Linked DNA regions of Sus scrofa: regions 1 and 3 are each linked to region 2. A link is a contact called in public Hi-C and HiChIP or PLAC-seq data. All regions are on one chromosome and are shown on one strand. The core of a region is the stretch at or near the end of the contact, and the rest is flanking DNA. Distances in the headings are between cores, read along the strand shown.

The links. Hi-C and Micro-C count contacts between places; a contact is called where the count stands out from the background. HiChIP or PLAC-seq counts read pairs in DNA pulled down with a chosen protein or histone mark.
Region 1: a contact with region 2 is called in an H3K27ac HiChIP or PLAC-seq map of alveolar macrophages. The contact joins the promoter of MED4 here to the promoter of LPAR6 in region 2. A contact is called at or near these places in 1 of 5 promoter capture datasets (fetal liver), 1 of 47 Hi-C or Micro-C datasets (embryonic fibroblasts) and 1 of 2 datasets of contacts at active chromatin or transcription factors (alveolar macrophages).
Region 3: a contact with region 2 is called in a Hi-C map of liver, with 4 times the contacts expected there. The contact joins the promoter of FNDC3A here to the promoter of LPAR6 in region 2. A contact is called at or near these places in 1 of 5 promoter capture datasets (liver) and 4 of 47 Hi-C or Micro-C datasets (embryonic fibroblasts, heart right ventricle and liver).

Annotation. Positions count from the first base shown.
Region 1 is chr11:19,549,577-19,554,149 of Sscrofa11.1, reverse strand. It overlaps MED4 (mediator of RNA polymerase II transcription subunit 4), which reads right to left and starts at 2,292. Exons shown (of 7, transcript XM_013978727.2): 1 at 2,117-2,292. The coding sequence starts at 2,244. LOC110255811 (a long non-coding RNA gene) reads right to left here. Exons shown (of 3, transcript XR_002336671.1): 3 at 4,184-4,573.
Region 2 is chr11:19,214,249-19,218,808 of Sscrofa11.1, reverse strand. LPAR6 (lysophosphatidic acid receptor 6) reads right to left here and starts at 2,504. Exons shown (of 1, transcript XM_003482887.4): 1 at 1-2,504. All of the region lies in intron 17 of RB1 (RB transcriptional corepressor 1), which reads left to right.
Region 3 is chr11:18,755,121-18,759,383 of Sscrofa11.1, reverse strand. It overlaps FNDC3A (fibronectin type-III domain-containing protein 3A), which reads left to right and starts at 1,642. Exons shown (of 26, transcript XM_021065328.1): 1 at 1,642-1,769.

The DNA of each region.
Region 1 (4,573 bases), core at 1,043-3,542, 340 kb before region 2:
ACTGGGTTCCAGATTAGAAGGGTGAGAAGTAACAGTTCACCGAATAAACCAAGGCAAAGATTTAAAATTATCATATTTCAAATTTCAATTTCTACTCAAAACCCAGCATCCACTACTTCCCAAAAGAGGTATCACTTCTTCACAAAGTCAACATATTCATAGAAAAATTAATTGCTACCACCTACATCACATAGTTGGTCAAAACGAAGAAATTATAAGGAACATTTTTTACTTGACTAATTTTACACTCATCATCTGACAGTTGGTCCTATCTATTTATTTATTTTTTGTTTTTTTAGGGCCACACCTGCAGCATGTGGAGGTTCCCAGGCTAGGGGTCGAATCAGAGCTGTAGCCGCTGGCCTACACCACAGCCACAGCAACCAGGATCTGAGCCATGTATTCGACCTACACCACAGCTCACGGCAACACCAGATCCTTAACCCACTGAGGAGGCCAGGGATCGAACCCGCAACCTCATGGTTCATAGTCAGATTCCTTTCCTCTGCGTCACGACAGGAACTCGGATACTTGAATAATTTAACTGAAAACCTCATACTCGGAGAACTCAGTCTCGCCAAGGTCTTTTTACTAAGAAATCATGCTGATATTCATCTGATAGGATTAACTAAAGAAGCTGACAAATTCTCCACAAGCCAGGAAGTGAATCAACATGAAGGAAATAGCACATGAATTAATCTGTGTGAACATTTACACAGAGGAAACATTAAGATTGCTGTCTTATGCCCATGAGTTCCTTGTTCACTGTACTGACGCCAAAATTCCACGTGTCCTTTTTGTCACTACAAGGTATTTCAATCTAATAGCCTAAACAGTGAATTAAACACATAAGCTATTTAACTTCCGGTGTCTATGTGTTTTTACATTTTTAGCATCAGGTTACTTAGTATATTAAAACATCATTTGGTATCACATTGACCAAGGAATCTGGTAAGTAATGCTTGCCATGTATGGCAAGGCCTGAACTCACAGCAAAGATAAAAATGTAATTATTAGTAGATCAGATAATACAATTACAGACATACCTCAGAGATACTTCAGGTTCAGTTTTCCACATCAATGCAATGATGTGACTACCACAATAAAGTGACTCAGTTTTTGGTTTTTCAGTGCATATAAAAGTTATGTTTACACTATACCGTAGTCTATTAAGTGTGCCATGGCATTATGTCTAAAAAACAATTATACATTAAAGAAAACAGCATTAATTTAAAAATAATGCTGACGGAAAAATGGTACCAACAGACCTGATTGACACATGGTTGTCACAAACCTTCAATTTGTAAAAAATGCAATATGTGCAAAGTGCAATAAAGTGTAACAAGGTGTGCCTGTATATAGTAAGATTTAGAATGTTGATTACAGAAAAAGGGACACTTGAACAGGATTCTGGAGGATAAATGAATCAGGTTGGAGGTGGAGTGGAAACGCACTGAAGAAAAGGAAGCTGGGAAGCAGTTCACCGAGGCTGGAATAAAGGATATTACTGGAGGGCTGAGAAGTGCAGCGACAACAGGATGGATTAACAGGATGAATGCCCTTGCTGGACATTCTAAGCTAAAGAGTCTGAATTAACTTCCTCTAGAGAGTGCATTCGTTTCTCCAGGGAGCCTGCCCTGACGACAAGGGGGACAGACGCCTAGCGCCCCTGCTGCAGCAGCCTCCAATCCAAACAGGCTCCGCGCCACAGTTACTGTTTACACGTCTGTCTACCCCGGACACTGGGCTCGTCTACGTCAGTATCTAGTCTCCCTCAGGACCGTCTCCCAGCGCGGGACCGGCGGGAGGAGCTCCTTACATGTCTGTCGAAGGCCGGTGGACGAAGCGACTCTCCCGGCGACCTCTAAGGTCCCTACGATTCTGAGAGTCTGGGGTTCCAGAGTCACTGGCAGTATTAAAATGTCCTCTATGGGGGTGGGGCGGGAATGCCGGCGAGTCCCCGAGGGTTGCGGGCCTACGTCCACGACCCTCGCGCACTGCCTCCGAAGCGCGCGCCGCAGTCCCGGAGTGCGGCCCTCCCCGCCGAGACCCAGGAACCAGCCTGAGTCAATGCTCCCGGCCCAGCTCCAGCCAGGCCCCCAGGCGACGGCCTCACCTGGACAAGACCTCTAGGTCTTCCAGCGCAGAAAGCAGCCGCTCGCGAGTGCTGTTGCCGCTCGCCGCTCCCAAACCGCCGCCGCCCGACCGCTCCTTCTCCTTCTCGCCGCTCGAAGACGCCGCCATCCTCCCGACACACTAACAGCCGGCGCGTGCGCAGCTGCGCTCTAAGGAAGAGTGTCGGTCCGCGGGCGGAAGGAAGGGTCACAGAGGCGAGGTAGAGAGCCTGGGCCAGAGCGCCCCCTGCGCGCCTGGAGGTGTCTTGCAGGCGCCGGCGCCATCTGCTGGGCTAGTGAGGGCTTCTTGGGTCCAACCCGCGAGCGAGGGCCAAACCCAGAACTGGGGGCCCAACGCGGTCAGGTTTCCAGCACCTTAGCTTATTCAAGCAGCTGCTCAGTGGAGTTTGTTTGTTTGTTTTTTCCTTTTTTTTGGCCGCCTCGCGGGCATACGGAGTTCCTGGGCCAAGGATCAAATCCCAGATACATTTGTGACCTACCAATCGCTGGATCCTTTAACCCACTGTGCCAGCTGGGGATCAAACCCGCGTCCCAGTGCTGCAGAGATGCCCCTAATAGTGTTGGGCTGTGCCACAGTGGGAACTCCTGCTCAAGGGCATTTGTGGGAATTACATAATGGCCTGCATCTTGTGTCAGTGTCTTTGAGCAATGGGCCGGGGACCTACCGGATTTATCGCTGTTTAGTCTGCGTTCCCATAATGCTATTTCCACCCTCTGTTCGGGCTCTCAGGGAGGCTGTGAGCTCTTTAGGACAGGAAATGTAATCCTTATTTTCTTTAATTTTTTTTTTCTGTGGTCACATGCATTCAGCATAAAATTACTGTGTTAATGGTGTGTAAGTGTACAATTCACTGGAATTAGGTATATTCATATTGTTGTGCTACCAACACCAGCATCCTCTGGCCTTTCTGTAGTCACACCCCTTCATTCATTCGGCTCCAGTCATTCTGGTTCTCAAGCACCAGGACGCTCCTGCCTTAGGGCATTGGCACTGCTGTTCTCCCTGCCTTCATGGGTTGCCCCCCAGAAAGTCACAAGGCCATCTGCTCTTGGGACACAAACTGCACTTTCTTCGGGACCCCCACCCTGGCCACCTTGTTTACAACTGCCGTCTCACCTCCACCTTCCGCCACCTTTACCCAGCTCTTCATTTTTTCCTACAGCATTTGTCATCTTCTAACATTTCACCTAAGTCAGTTGATGTGTGCTCTGCTAATTGTCTCCTCCACTAGGATATAAACTCCATGAGGGCAGAGTCTCTTGGAACTTCTCAAAGACCTAGCCCCAGTCTCAGAATACTGTCTGAAACACGGTGAGTCCCAATAACTATTATTGGATTTGTTGTTGACAGAGGTGCTGAAATCATCAGAAACTGAAAACAAACTGTAGTTATCTATAGTTTTGCCTCTAATTGGTAAAATCTTATTTTCAATGATTTCTGTCCATAGTCTCCTGAAGATTCTTTTTTTTTTTTTTCTTTGCTTTTTAGGGCCGCACCCATGGCATATGGAGGCTCCCAGGCTAGGGGTCCAATTGGTAACTGCCAGCCTATACCACATCAGATTCGAGCTGCGTCTGCCACCTACACATCATCTCACGACAACACCAGATTCTTAACCCACTGAGCAAGGCCAGGGATCAAACCTGCAACCTCATGGTTCCTAGTTGGATTCATTTCTGCTGCACCATGACAGGAACTCCCTCCCAAAGATTCTTAAAAGCAACTTCAAATATTTATGGCATCTTCAACCAAAAAATGGAATATTCAGGAGTTCCCATGGTGGCTCAGTGGTTGACGAATCCGACTAGGAACCATGAGGTTGCGGGTTCGATCCCTGGCCTCGCTCAGTGGGTTAAGGATCTGGCATTGCCATGAGCTGTGGTGTAGGTGGCAGATGCGGTTTGGATCCCACGTTGCTGTGGCTCTGGCATAGGCTGGCGGCTACAGCTCCGATTCGACCCCGAGCCTGGGAACCTCCATATGCCGCGGGAGCGGCCCAAGAAAAATGGCAAAAAGAAAAAAAAAAAAAAAAAAAAAAAAAGGAATATTCAGCAGTGCAGTAGTGGGCATTGGCCCTGGTACCTTATAACTCAAGAAACACTATTTTTCATTTTTTAATTTTATGGCCACACTGACGGCACATGGAAGTTCCCAGGCCAGGCACTGAACCTGAGCAGCAACTGAGATCTACCCCACAGCTGCAGCAACGCTCGATCCTTTAACCTACTGCACAGGGCTAGGGATTGTTTAACCTGTGCCTCCACATGACGTGAGCTACTGTAGTCAGATTCTTAACCCATTGCACCACAAGAACTCCATGAAATACTATGTCCTCCAAGCCTCTGTTCTGAAGCTCCTTCCCCTAGCCAGTTCCCAAAGTATGTTCCAAGTCAGTTTCCATCAAAGGTGGGTGAAGAATCAAACTCAAGCATTTCTC
Region 2 (4,560 bases), core at 1,255-3,754:
TCAGTTTAAAAAACGCAGTCAGTGAAGCCAACCCATTGGATTATACATTTGAAGTAAAAGCTGAGTTCAGAGACAGAATAAAACGATTGGTCTGGTAAACTTCTGTTTCAGAAGTCAAGATGAGTATTCTGAAATGAAAGTTTCTTTATACTCCAGAATGTTTAAGCTAAAGTTAGCAATTTTGTTTTGCTTTCCAGTGCAGAGTTTCAGAGACGTAAACATTCCCAGTTCGGTCTCATTTACTTCTTGCTCCTTTTAAATGAAGTTTTCCGTATTCCTACATTGGATGCCAGATGGCGGTAGGCAGAGGAGTCTTTGAAAGGTTCCAAATAGATTCCTCAGCGTGTTAGCTCTTGCTGAATCGAGGCCTTTTCCTCTGTAACCAGCTGTATTGTGAGACGGACTTTCTCTGAGGAGAAAAAGAAAGGCTTGCTGGATTTGTAGTATGACATCACAGGAAGAAGAGGCTGGGCTTGGACAAAGAAAGGTTTCAGCCCAGTTTGTTTGCAGTTCCTTTAATCTGATAATGTGTCTGCTGGGAATATACCTAGGAGGCTTGCAAAGGCCACTGACTGTTTAGCTGAGCCGTCTGCCCATTAACTCTTTTTTTGCAGAAACGCATTCTGGAATGTTGACCATTTCTCAGGGAGTTTGCTTTTCTTTCCTTTCTTTTTTATTCTTTCTCTCTTTTTGGTAGTAGTTGAGAGAGGAAAAAAATCAGTATGTGTTTAGGATAGGACTTTTTTAAAACTGAAATTTGTAGGTGTACTTCTAAATTGAAATTGTTGGTGATATCTTAATATAGCATTAAAAAGAAACTGTTTAATGACTGTAAAAGAGAGAAATTTAGTTATAAAAAGGATTTGAGTTGAGAGACCAAATTTTGCACTCTTGGCTTCTGTTTTCCACAGTTGCTCCTCAAGATTTAATTTGTTTTAATTGCCATGATTGTGTGTGGCTCCAATCCTGGATCTCTTCACTTTTCGATTAACAATTTTCTAACATCCTTTCCTCGTTCTCATAAAATTAAATTAAAATTTTATAGCACTTTTAATTTTTTAATTACCACTTTTACCAAAGAATAAATTTGAAAATGTTTATGTTTGGCATAGTTTTAATTTTACAGAATGAAATTGTATCTTTTTAAACAAAATATTTTCCCCTAAATTGATTGAAATAAATTTTGTAAAATAAAAGTTACACTACTTGGCTAAATTTTAGGTTCCTGATTTTAATTCCCCCCGCCCTCACCTACTCCTCCTAATAATTTGACATTAATTATATATTGGAATGTAGGTCAGATTTTGTTTTCATTTAAAAGCTCATGTGAGTGGTTTCTCTGTGTTTAAAGTAGACTCATTTTTTAAAGCCCAAAGAAATTAGAAGGAAGTATGTGTGAGAAAGGGGTAGTTGAATGTAGATAGTATTTCCTCAAGGATTATGTTTTTTCTTATTCTAAATTACCATTTTTTTCAGAAAAGACTATAGTTTGGTTTAATGTTACTATTTTCTAGCTTGGTTCCATTTGAGCTGAAACTATTCCTTGCAGGTATCAATTAAGGAAATTTGGTGAATTTAAGAGCACTTTATTTTTCTTTCTCAGTTACTTAACTAATTTAAAACTGATATTTTAGGAGTTCCCATCATGGTGCAGTGGAAACGAATCTGACTAGGAACCATGAGGTTGCAAGTTTGGTCCCTGGCCTCATCTGTGACCTATACCACAGCTCATGGCAATGCCAGATCCTTAACCTACTGAGCAAGGCCAGAGATCCAACTGCATCCTCATGGATACTAGTCAGATTGTTTTCTGCTAAGCCATGACAGGAACTCCTCTGTTTTTTTTTTTCGAATTGGTTATTTCTAGCCTTGATGATAGTATCAGTTTTATTTTGTCCCTTCTTTATTCTCTCTGCTGTCTTTTTACTAACCCTGTCACTTTTATCTATGTGGTGGTTATAGTATCTTGTCTTATTTCTGGTCCTACCCTCTTTCAATTTCCCCTGCCAGACAGTCACAAATCAAGTCACAAATGATCAACTAAGTATTTATTTATACGCTCTTGCTTCCAAAAAGAATTTAAAGCAGATTATACTTTTAAAACTGTCAAACTGATGAAACTAAATATTTAAGATTTTAGAATTTTATTATATGAAATTATACCTACATTTTAAAAGTTAAAAAGAAAGTGTGGAACAGTTAATATTTTTAGATGTGAGAAATGTGCGAGATATTATTCTAAACATTACTCATATCCATTCTAAAAATCACGCATTTTTAATGTAATACATGTTTGCAAAAAGCAAAAAATAAAAACCTGTGACGATTACACATTAAAAAAGCTTTTCCTCTACAAAAGACCTTTCCTTTCCAAAACACAAGTAAGATACCATGTCTTTTTATTATAAAATTAATCAAGGAGGAATTTTCACAACTGTAAAGTATTCTCTCATTAAAGGTTTTGATGGCCATAATTGGAGTTGTACTTAACATTGAGAATATGAGATAATGTAAAAAAAAAAAAAATTTGAATGAGAGTGTAGTGAAATAACTATGTTCACATTTAAAACAAAGTGTGGAACAGTGAAATTTTAAAATAGAAGAACAGTGTTCTGAATTTATTTTATTCATTTTGAAAGCAGCACACGTTTGCCCTGATGAGAAGTGATTCTTCAGGGTCTTTTTCCATCTCAAATTTATAGCTATGGACGTTCCCATCGTGGCGCAGTGGGAACAAATCTGACTAGGAACCATGAGGTTGTGGGTTCGATCCCTGGCCTCGCTCAGTGGGTTAAGGATCCGGCGTTGCTGTGAGCTGTGTGTAGGTCGCAGACACGGTTGGGATCTGACATTGCTGTGGCTCTGGTGTAGGCTGGCAGCAATAGCTCTAATTAGACCCCTAGCCTGGGAACCTCCATATGCCATGGGTGCAGCCCTATAAAGACAAAAGACCAAAAAAAAAAAAAAAAAAAAAAATTACAGCTATGAAAAAAGCCGGAGTTGGAGTTCTCTTGTGGTGCAGTGGATTAAGGATGTAGCATTGTCACTGCAGCAGCTTGGGTCACTGCTTGGGTGTGGCTTTGATCCCTGCCCCTGGGAACTTCCACACATCATGGATGTGGCAAAAAAAAAAAAAGCCAAAATCTTCTCGTTTTAGATTCTTCTGAAGCCTGTTACAGTAATTTTTTTCTTTTAAAAAATTATTTTTTTATTTATGTATAGTTGATTTACAGTGCTGTATGATAAATTTTCTATTTAAGTTTAGAAACAAAACTTTCTCAGTTTGAGAATAGAACATGTATAATTTATATTGATAGAATATATTTATTTTATGTCCAAATATCTTTTAACCTAATAGGAAAATTTATTAAATTGTAGACAAATTTAGTATTACTAAATGGGGATCATTACCGTTCTGTCATTACCTAAAAGTGATTTACCTTTTTGTCATTACTGCAAATGCAACTCTTTACTAGAGCCTGAGTTCGGGGGGTTGAACCAGCTGGTGGGGTTGGGTGGGAGTAGAAGAAGAAAGATTTCAAAGGTAATGTATGATGATTTATAGCAAAGTAAAAGCAGACAAGAATGGTGATTGAAGCAGCTTCAAGCAAAGAGGTAAAGGAAGTGCAGAGGAGCAGGAAGGCTGTGGTGGTGTAAGACCTAGAACTTGAGGGAGGGTATTCATCACTTCCAGCACTTCCCTTGTCCCTTCCTCCTTTTTTCCTGTCTCTGCCTGCTTCCTGCTCCTTCATCTGCCCCTCTTAAAATCTTACTTCATTTTTGTGTGGAGGAGACCTCCCAATCTCATCAGTTCCTTTTTTGTACTTCTTCAGACCTTGTTAAAATGTCTGGCTTTTAGGACATACAATCCGGTTAGGAGTAGAAAACAAAGAAATAATTGCAGTGTAGAGTGTAACAGTAGATGTTTGTACAACATGGAGATAAGGGCCTCCAGAGGAGATAATGTCTAGAGAAAGCTAGCCTTTAAAGCTGGATCAAAGTTTGGAATTTCTAATCTTGAGGGCGAAAGCCATGCCTGGTAATAATGTCTTAGTATAGTCCCATTAATATAGTCAGTCAGGCCTTTACCAGAAACACAGAAAATGACTTGAGTGACTGTTTTCTCAGTTCTCAGAAGGATGCTGCATAACTAGTTTCACTCTAAATTCCTAGAAGAGGAATGAGTATATACGCTTGACTAAATTTCTTTTTTTCCTTTTTTTTTTTTTTTTTTTTTTTTTTACAAATGACAGATTTTTAAGATCTAGCTCTATGAATATATTGCAAGTACACCTAAAAGCATAAACTCATTTCACTTTGAGCATTTATGTACATGTTTTTCTTTTAACCCAAAGATGGCCTCTTTAAATAGCTATTAATGCCTAAAAGCATATGGAAGCTTTAATCAGTAAGATTCTAAGCCACTAGCAATCCATTCCCAGAACAAAATTTCCATGATCACTTCTTTTATTGGTTTGCCAGTGTGATCATTTCAGTCATCTTATTTCACATTCTTGGAAAATTGGAGGATTTCCTATCAATATCACAAGTTACCAGTGC
Region 3 (4,263 bases), core at 393-2,892, 460 kb after region 2:
AGACTTTAAGTGAACATGTCTATGAAGTTGTTGGTATCAGATTTGGGATTTAGGGTAAGGGTCTAGGCTAGAGACACATACATGGAAATCATCAAAATATAGATGATAACTAAAGCCATTGGGGTGGGTGATGATGTTTAGGCCAAGAGATTACAATGAAAACAGAAAAGAAACTAGACTGAATTGTGAGTTCTATATTTAATAGCCAGAGAGGAGAAGGAATCGGCAAGGGAATTAGAGAAGCAGTACTGAGAGGGCATAGTGCCAAAGGAAGAAGAATCATTCAAGGAAATAAGTGGTTAAAGTGTTGGGTATTATCAAGAGCTCAAGAAAAGTAAGGATTGAAAAGAACCCTTATTTTATTGGTAAGAAAAATGAAGCTCTGAGAAGTGACTTGTTCAAAGTCAATGTAAATTCTTGTCCCTCTTTGGATTCCCAGAGAATTCATACTGGTGCCCTTGTGAAGGTTATTTATGTGTGTGATTCATTCTCTCCACAGAACATAAATTCCCCAGTTCTTGCTTGACTCAACCTTACAGTATTGCACATTGTTGACTAATCTAGGTCTACTTCAATGATATTCTTGAATTGTCTTAGTCTCTTTCAAAAAAGCTGTTTTTTTCTTGTTGTGCTTATATGTATAAGCCCAAAATATAATTTTTTTAGAAAAATGCCATTTCTTAGTCCTACTTATCCCCAAAGGAATCAAAATCTTGAGGGCTGGATTGCAAGATTCTATCTTTATTAAAAGCAGCCAAGTCAGAAATTTTGAAAATGATCAGCTCAGGGTCAAGTTTGGAAACCAATAGCTTAATCTCTAACCAAAGAGAGCTGGGGCAGCAATATGGAAAAGCCACCCAACTCACCCACATTCTGATAAATCTTCATATTTTAAAACAGTATATGGTTATGCTTCAATTACTCAGGGATCAGCTTTCCAGGAATTTTGTCTGGAAGAGGGCCAGATCTGGAAGTTAAGAAAAGGAAACACCTCTGCAAGGAAAAGAACTTTTGAAAGTGAACAGCAAAGAAAATATCTCTAGGTACCACTTGGTATATAGAATCACCATCCTATTTACTCTTGGGAAGAAAAGAAATCTCTCATTGGCTGGCTGTGGATATAAACATCTGATCAATTATCACCCAGAGCCATAGAGAAAAGCAGTCAAGAAAGGAGAAAAGAGTAAAAAACAAACAGTAAAGTTGAAAGGATGAGAGGAAGGTTATGAGTGGATCAAGAGGCAATTGAGATGAGAAGCAGCGACAGATATTAGAAAAGGTGATGAGAACATTCCAAAGAGAAAAAAGAGATTACCTAAGTAAAGATCTCGATACCTCCGCAATCCCTTGGGACTTAAACATAGGGCCAAGGTATCGCGTTTGACCGTTTGACCGTCACTCATCAACAAAGGATTTCATTAACCATTGTATTTCTTAAGATAAGGAATATGCGCATTTTAAAAGGATTTCTGTGAAAAGGTGAAAATAAAAGCACTGCTGTTTTTAAAGGCAGCGCAATTAATGAACTGAAATAAAGCCAGAGCAAGGAGCCTGGTTACATCGGTCAATTGTTTTTGAAGGGACAGTTCCTGAAGTTGGACTCTCGATCCCAAGGCCTATCCCCATCCCAAGTCCTCCAAGTGGAAACCGCAAAAGGAAGCAGCCCTGACCAGCCCTCAGACATTATTGCAGCGCCCCCAGTTGCTGGAGGTGCAAGGAAATCTCGGCTGCGTTCACTTGTTAATCTTCGGGCTGTTGTACAAACGAAGGTAATGGGTTTCCGCGCGATTTGAGTGGGGACGAGACCGAGAAATTAACCCTCACTTTTTCAACTGAAGTAAATTTCTAAACATTTCCTCTGGCTGCGGAGATCTCGGGCTCTAAGTGTTTGGGATTGAAAACATCCAAGCCCACTTCGGTTGGCTTCCTGTTCCTTGGGGGAGTGTCTTTAAAAGCACCTGCCGGCGTTAAGTTTTGTGCTTTCGGAAAGAGGCTGACCCGGCGCGCCTCAGGGTGAGCTTTTTATAATTGTGACTGAGAATTGTGTGAGTGGTCCCCAGAACATCAATTAACTCATTTCCCCAGTGTCGCTCCCAGCCTGGCCGCGGCGGAGACTACGACGACCCGGGCGCTGCCGGGCCTCTGGAGAGAGCCCGGAGCCCCGGGAGCGCGGTGGGCGCTGCGGCAGCAGTGAGGGGTACGCGGTCGTCCCGCACCCGCGGCTCCGCGGCGTCCTCGCGCTCCCGGGAGAGACCCGCGGGGCGGCCGGCCTGAGGCGGGCACCGGGGGGACCCGGCCGGCTGGAGGCGCCGTCGGCGGGACTCGCGCAGCCGCACTCGGCGCGCAGACTCCGGGCTCCTCCTCCCGGCTCCGTAGTAAGCATGGCGGCGGCGGCGTTCGTGGTCCCTCGGGTGAAACAGAAAGCGGGAGCTACGCGGAGAGGGAGCGAAGAGCGGGGCTGAGGCGGCGCCGTCACTGCCGGGAAACCACCCCAACAGTCAGTGCGCCGGCGGCCGCGGCGGCGCCGAGAGCTGGCTCTGCTGCTGAGGTAGAGCGAGAACGATCAGGAACCCGAAGAAGAGGCGCCGGGGTAGCCGCCTTCCTCCGCCTCAGAGCGGCTGGACTCGGAGGTGAGAGCGCGGGCGCTCCCTTCGGGAAAGGCGGGGGAGACCACGCCGTCCCGGCTCCGGTCCGGGTCCGGGTTCCGTCCCGCCCCGGAGCAGGCACCTGGGAAACCGTTAGGCTGGATCTGAGCGGCCGGGACGCCGAGCGGGGCTCGGGCCCGTCGAGGGGCCCGGCCCACCCCGTCCTGTGGGCGCGCGCTGGGCCGACGGGAGTGGGCCGCGGGCGAGACTCGTCCGCTCGTGGGGCACCTGCCGGGTCCGAGTCTCGCCGGGAGGCGCTCGCGGGGGCGCGGCTGCGGCCCGGCCACCAGCCCGAGGAGGCGGCGCAGGGGCGCGGGCGGCCCTCCCTCGGCCCTCCCTCCGCCCCCCTGGCCCCCTGGCCCGCGGCCCGCGGCGAGCTGCGCCGCTGCGGGCGGCGCGGGGGTCGAGTGCGGAGCCCTCCCGGGAGGATCGCCGAGAGGCCGCCGCGCTTCGGCTTTGGCTGCGCGGCAGCCGCCGAACTTGAACGCTCCTCCGAAGAGTTTCCCCCGCTCCCGTTGGGGTTAAAACCTCGAAACCCGCCCCTGTGTGTTTGATCTTGTTTGGCTGGTGCCAGTACCTGGCTGTTCCTCCAGCCGGCGGAGTTAGCCACCTGTTCAGCCGGGGGTGGACTCCTGGCCGCAGTCCTCGCCCTGTTTAACAACCTGGATCTTTGAACTTTTGACACGGCTGTGGAAGGACGTCATGCGTTAGGTAAAGGAAAATGAACACATAATTTAGCCATAAAATCGCGGGCAGAACGACGGCGGTTTTAATTAATGTAGTCGTTAATCGTTCTTTTATTTACTGTTAGCGTTAGAAGCCTTGAGGATTTGTGTGTGTGTGTGTGTGTGTGTGTGTGTGTATGTGTGTGTGTGTGGGAGGAGGAGGTATAATGGTTACTGGGGTGCTAAGAATCGAAAATCCGAGATTTTCTTTTGTGAAATTTCATGCAAGTTCCTTTGGACACCTTTGTGTCTAAGCATCTATTAACTAAGAATACCAGGCTGACAGAATTTTTTTTTAACTGTATTATCCTCACGTATGTGTAGACTGTGGACTTTTAAAACAGCAGCATAGTTATTTTGCTTCTTGTGGTCTGTGTTTTTAGTTCTTGAAAGCAAAGTTGATCTGTTTTTTCTGTATTATAAGAATGAAATAACAAAAGTTGAACTGTTACTATAATATTTTATCACCATGATATTAGCAGCACTAGTGCTAAACATATGCCACCCAGGAGTTGGAGCCATATGTTAGGAAGAAACTAATTGAGTTTTGTGGCTGTGATCTTGTATTTGGCTAAATATTTAGTTTTTGTTTATTTGCTAAATCTGTAATTCTTGCCATCGCCTAAGTTTTGTTTAAATCATCCAAAAATAGTCCAGAGCATTGAGTCCTCTGCCTTTTTGATATTTTCTGTTTGAATTGATTTTTCTCAAGTAATGAGATAAAGTGCCCCCTGAGACAGATGGTGGACTTAAAAGCAGTGATGAGAAGGATTTTTAACACATCTTTTATAATATAGAAACTAAAATTTTGCTTTCAGCTTTTAGCTCCTTCATTTTTGCCATCACTACTTATATACCAGTTAGTGGGAAGAAGGGACAATGATTTGACAGGA